Linked DNA regions of Mus musculus: region 2 is linked to region 1. The links are chromatin contacts, called in public HiChIP or PLAC-seq maps. All regions are on one chromosome and are shown on one strand. The core of a region is the stretch at or near the end of the contact, and the rest is flanking DNA. Distances in the headings are between cores, read along the strand shown.

Region 1 (2,965 bases), core at 390-2,889:
CCACTGGGCCCTTCAGCTCTGCCCTTGAACAAGATAGACAGAAAGCCTCCATAACAAGCTCCCGCAAGAACGATAGGACAGAAGGTACTGTGGCGCCTGTGTTATGTCTACAGTTCCAGCAGTAATGCAAGGGAATGCAGAGTCATGTGGCATTTCATTAAGATGGCATTTAAATCATTCCGATTGACAGTATCATCTGCCATTCCGTTGCTTATCAGTTTGTATCCAGTCCGATGTGCTACTTAGAAAAGGAAGCATACCTCTCTGGTGATGTATAGTTCTTTATTTTGAACAGCATTTTCTTAAAACATATGTATTCTTTACCAGTTCTATATTTGCTTTTTCTCCCCATTATTTTTGACACTGAAATTATTATTTCATGTCTCCTGTTTGTACCTGTAGATTATTATTTTTTGTTGTTATGACCGTTTTAATGTTGGTCCTTCAAAAGATTGTTCCTCAGGAGCCAGGGAGGTCCTCCTTGATAATTAATGTCTTGTGATGCTTTATGAATGAAGTATACATTTTCAACAGGTAGGTTTTATTGCTCTACTTATTGCCTTGTCTTTCATTGAGCAACTACTATGCTAGATGCCTCACTAGATGGTGAAGGAATGGAGGAGAACAGGACACTCCCTGTGGTCCTTTTACACACTTTCTTCCTTCTTGCTTTTTGTAGCACTGCCCCACGATTTAGCTCTTTGCTCTTCTGTTCTTTTTAGCTATCGAATGCATCCACAGAGACACACAGACCAATGCATACACATGCGTCCTAACACATACATATGCATACCTACACTGGTTTACTTGGTTTGATGATGAGCAAGTAGCAGTTGTGGTCAGATGCTCAAACAGGTTGTTGGGATTAGAGGTATGAGATCTGGCCATTTTCATCCTCTCACATAGGTCTGATGCTGTGAGATACAGTCTGCAGTCACCTTAGTTAAAAGGATATAATGGAGAGACAGTAAAGGCATGTTAAAGGAAGGACGGGGCACTTAGCTGCCCCCTCTTAGGACTGTAGTTCTTGCTGGGACCATCTGTGTCTGTTGCACCCATGCTCAGCAGAAGGGCGCACATGCGCATGCCTTCCTCACTGTTTTTCACAGATTCTTAGATTGTGTCGGCCGTCTTGTCTCCTCCAGTGTCTCTGGCAAAAGGTCGTAGGTTTCATTTGATTACCTCTTGGTTTCCTGTTAAACTCAGATGGGTCACCTTGCTCCACATAGCTGTTTAGAATGTGCTCATTTGTTTTTTCTCCTTAGCGTGTCCAGTGTTGAAAGTTAATGCTCTCTCCTTCTATTTTCACAGAATAGATGTCAGAGGACACAACATTAATAGGAGTCTGTTTCCTCTATTACCTCTCAGGACTGGGCTTTCAGAGCCCTTTAGGAATTACCATTTGCAGTGGAAAGTGAGCTGCAGCAAATGCACAGAAGTTTTTCCTCTATCTTTTCCTAATTGTTTCATTGCTTTGAATTCAGACTGCTTCATTTAATTAACAAGATGTTATTAACCTCATCGGCATGAGTAAAAATAGACTATATTTCAACATTTGAGTTTCTTGGAGGAAAATACATGTGATAGCATATTGCTGCGTATTGTTGAGCTAAACACTTCTAAGAGCTTTACTCCAGAACATAGCTATAAATAGCCTATGAAGATTAGCAATATCTTCTACTATGGTATCTCCTTACCTTCCTGGATGCTTCTAGAAAATCCAATTCTGTGCTTGCTATGCCAGGGTAAACATCTTTTTATCAGAATGAATAACAGACAATGCAAAATCTTTTGACTTGGGCAAGGTAGAGTTACAAAAATAATTCAGTTCACATTTTTTTGTAGTTTTAGTAATAAAATAGGACATCTTATTTATTCTCTTATTTATGTGTTTGTTGATGTGGGCTTTGAAGCAGAAATGTAATTGCTTGAGTAGAGAAGGTGTGGAAATTTTAGTCGTTGTGGGGACCATAAAGATTTCTGTGTTTTGAGGAACAGTCAGAACACAGCGGAGTCTCTGTGCCACATGTGCTCTTAGACTGATATCTCCCTCAGAAAGAACAAACCAAACATTTAGGATGAGTTTTATTGAGTGTTTAAAATTCTGAAAGCTGCGTTCACTTCTGGGTCTCTGTTCACTTCCCAGAGAGAATCCTTGTTAGCCAGTTTAAAGGCATGTTGGTTTGTCTTTTACTTGGAGAAAACATTCTGTTCCTCCTGGTAATTGCAAGTTCCTCATGGGAACAGCAAGTTCCTCTGGCTTTGCTCGCTCTCTCTCTCTCTCTCTCTCTCTCGTACCCAAAACTCCACTCTGTTTTGTGCTTGTTTTTATTCTTAATTGCGTTGATTTTTCTCTTCTATCCTGAGAGAGAGAGAGAGAGAGAGAGAGAGAGAGAGAGAGAGAGAGAGAATTATTATCCCAGTAAAGGGAACTGTGTGGTATTAAAATAGACTTGGCTGAATTAAACAGCTACATAAGTACTCATTAATGTCCACCTCACTGACTTACCAGGATTTAACATTCTTGGATTCATGAAAAGCCTCCTTGCTCTAGCACACTAAACTCACTGTTTGAGAGAGGTTTACATCAAAGAGTGAGAAACTGACGAAACTGTCACATTCGTAAAGTAGGGGTGACATACTCAGTTGTCTGGAAACAAATCAGTTAGAAGTAGTGAAAAGCATGTATGAAAATAGTTTCTCCTTTGTCACTACTAAACGTTGACTAACTGTTGAATTGGGGAAATAAAGGCAGAGTATTGGCTGGGTCCCTCTATTTCCTTTCACTCCTTCTCTCTCCTTTCTTTCCCTCTCCTATCATTCAATAATTCATTTTAAAGTACATTATATCCAGTGTTTAATTTAAGTGATCAAAGACTTGACAAACAGTAAACTCTGAATTTTGTAAAAGCTTGTCAGTTTTTGGCCTCTAGAACTCAAATCAGTTTGAAAACAGTAAAATTAA
Region 2 (3,023 bases), core at 366-2,865, 45 kb before region 1:
GGAGTTTTGTCTATTAAAGCTCCAGCCTAGAAGCTAGCAGACATACGGACAGACATGCGGACAGTGAGGAAGGACATTCTTCCTAAACAAGTGTATTTTCTGCTCCAACCTTCAAAGTAACATTTTCAGCTAGATGGCCTCCTGGTCGAATACATAATTTGCCTCTTGCATTCTCAGCTTAGTTGAAATATAGAGGACTGGACATCCAGCAGGCCAAAGTATAAACTCACCATTTATCTATTAAAGTCATATTTAATGAAAATGAAGAGAAATTATTGCCCAACTCTCTCTTTCTCTCATTACAATTCCTTAAGAACTTTGCCGGGCACATTATCTCGTAGACATCATGATCAAATGTTATTGTTTGCTTTATTATCTCAGTTGGATGGTTGGCTAGTCTAGGATGAAATAGGTTGAAGGCAATCCTCTCAGCCCAGAAGTCTGAATGAGGTTCCCATTCAAATGATCCTGATTGTTTGGGGGTGGGGCGGGGTGATTAGTAAACCAACTGAGCTTACACTGCATAGTAAGCGTCTGGATGCAGCACATTTACATCTAACAAGAGACCCCAGAAAACGTGTGTGTGTTTCTTAAACCTTATGTTGCGAACAAAAGGCTATCTCAGCCACAGACAATCAGCACGGCACTGCTCCCTGGGATGCGAGCCACACACTCAACTGCACATTTCATTCTTCCTCAGCTCCCAGCACCACAAAGCCCCGACTCTCTTCCTTCTCCTGGGTCCCCAGATTGCTCCATAGCGGGGGGCTGGGAAAGCTGAAGCCCCAGGTCTCTGCCTGCGCACCAACAGCCCTCACCGTGGGCCCCCGGGCGCTGCTCTCCCCTGCCCGAGCCGCCTGGGGGAGGTAGGGAGGGGAGCCGGGGGAGCTTGAGAGGGGACCGCACACCTAGATACTTAGGGTTTTTATTTATTCCCGGGGAGGTGGAGGCGGTGAAGTGGGTTCAAGCTGATCTGCCTCCCCAACTTGCCTCTCCCTAGCAGATAAAGTCATTTTCGGACTGGTGCGGGGAGCCTCGGGGATAGGGGACGTCCCGGCTCCACGTCCCGGTCCCCGTCCCGTGCGCGCAGCAGCAGGGAGGGCTGGCCAGGCTACGGTGGTGACCGGAGGACCGGGGAGGGGCCCTCAGGGACGCGCGATCGCGCGTGGACAGCGGGGCTCGCTTCCCCCGGGGGCGTCGCTCCCCGCGCGCGGGCTGGGCCGGGCTCCGCGTCCCCGCGCGCCGGCATGACCTCGGGGCCCCCTCCGGGCCGCGGGAGCGCAGCTGTGAGGCTGGGCGGCCGCCGAGGCCCGGGCCGTGTAACATGACCCGGCGGCCGGCCATTGCGCCCTCCCTGTCCGCCCGCGGCCGGGCGCCGCTCGCCGCCTCCCGCCTCCGCTCCCCCTGCAGTCCCGGCCCGCGCCGCCGCTCCCTCCCGGGGCTCCCGGCCCGCCGCGCTCCAACGCCCGCCTCTCGCCACTGCCTCCCGACGCCCGGCCGCGCGGCCGCCTGCGTCTCTTTCTCCCTCTCTCCTTTGAAAACTGATCTTTGGCTCTTAGTGTGAAAGTGATTTGAATTTGGCTCGGCGGCGCTCTGCGCCTGCGCTCAGCCTCTGGCATGCTGGCTCCTTCCAAGCAGCTGTTTTGGGTTTGAAATTCCAACATGGCAGAGGCTGCAGTCCGTCTTCCCTTCAAAAACTTGGAATGATTTCAAATCATAGGCACCTTCACTTAACCCTAGCTTCCATTCATCAGCAAACACATCGGATCGATGCTACGCTAACCTATCGGGAGCTCGCTCTGCGCGTCCAGGTAAGGAGAGCTTCGTAGTTTTTTACCATCTGTTTAAATTTTTTGTTTTTGTTTTATTTTTAAAGAATATAGATAGATCCAAGACCTGTAGTGAGAAGAGGTCTCAGAGTTGTGCCGTAAACAGTAAATTTAATTTGCATTCGTTTCTATTTTGTACGCCAACCTGCTGTCTAATTTCTCTGTACAAAGTAGCCCTGAAACATTATGATGCATATTTCTGCAGCTTAATCGTTATAACAATAGTATGGGATTAAGAGTTCGTGACTGCAAGAATCTCGCTTTTCGCGATATTGGGCTTACTCACTACTATCTTTTTACCTCAAAAAATAAAAAAAATAAAATAAGAAAGCGGAGCCATAGGGTGGGGCTAGACTTTCTTCGGGAACTAACTTCTAAGTAAATAAGAAGTGTAAATAAGAATCTTGCACACACACAAAAAGTTGAGGTTAAATTACAATCTCGTGGCTGGGGGATCGAGAAAAATGTCAGAGGATCGGTTGCAGAAAACTGTAAGCACATCATGCGGGAGGGGGTACAGCGTGGTGGGCGTATTGTTGGCAAGGAACGGGAGAGAAAGATGTATAATTTAATGGTATATACAATCCACTGATCCTATTACCGTCCTCCCCGGAGCTCTTGTTAGTTTCAATGGGAGTGAGTGAAATTGACATGGACTTGTATTCCCGGTCATGTGCTTTTTTTCCTTTCTTTCTTCTCCTGTGATCTGAGATCCCCTTTTTGTTGATGTTGCTTTCCCCCTTAATTATATGCATGTAGGTTAAATGAATACCTGACGAAAGGGCCCACGTTTCAAGGCAGTGACATTTGATAGCTGAGAGGAAAAGTGGCTTTAATGAAAAGCAACCTTTGGAATTCCTGCTTGTGAGAAATCCAATTCAGCTTTTTGTGCTACCAGCAAGAAATGATCAGTAGCACCAGTGTTTATGGTATGTCAGTTTTGGAATTTACTTCCTTTGCATTTAAATAGGGAAGACAAATTAAATAGCATGATAAAAACCATTGGAGGCTGCTTGGGAACCAGATGCTCATGATGTCCAATTCTTTTTAAACATGTCTATGTCTGTTTATTTTAATCTGTCACTGTGCTTTTTTTTTTTTTTTTGTATTTGCTTTCACTTCTTTATGCATTTCAGTTTTTATTAATATGTTATTTGCGGACACTTTCATTGGCTTTAGCTCTAATCTTGAAGT

Evidence for each region. HiChIP or PLAC-seq counts read pairs in DNA pulled down with a chosen protein or histone mark.
Region 2: an H3K27ac HiChIP or PLAC-seq map of heart atrium shows a contact between it and region 1, with 28 read pairs. The contact joins the promoter of Fign here to the enhancer-like site in region 1. A contact is called at or near these places in 2 of 484 Hi-C or Micro-C datasets (brown adipocytes and liver), 4 of 115 datasets of contacts at active chromatin or transcription factors (astrocytes, embryonic stem cells, heart atrium and 1 more) and 2 of 9 other capture datasets (adipose tissue and liver).

Annotation. Positions count from the first base shown.
Region 1 is chr2:64,052,050-64,055,014 of GRCm38.p6, reverse strand. The region is part of intron 2 of Fign (fidgetin); the gene reads left to right. Among named protein-coding and RNA genes, the nearest start is that of Fign, 45 kb to the left of the region's middle. Within about 2 kb of position 1,639, at least 8 of the 459 cell types and tissues checked have an H3K27ac peak or open chromatin away from gene starts, as enhancers often do. A contact at or near this core is called in adipose tissue and heart atrium, where this site is marked.
Region 2 is chr2:64,096,630-64,099,652 of GRCm38.p6, reverse strand. It overlaps Fign (fidgetin), which reads left to right and starts at 1,615. Exons shown (of 4, transcript NM_001267846.1): 1 at 1,615-1,811; 2 at 2,589-2,758.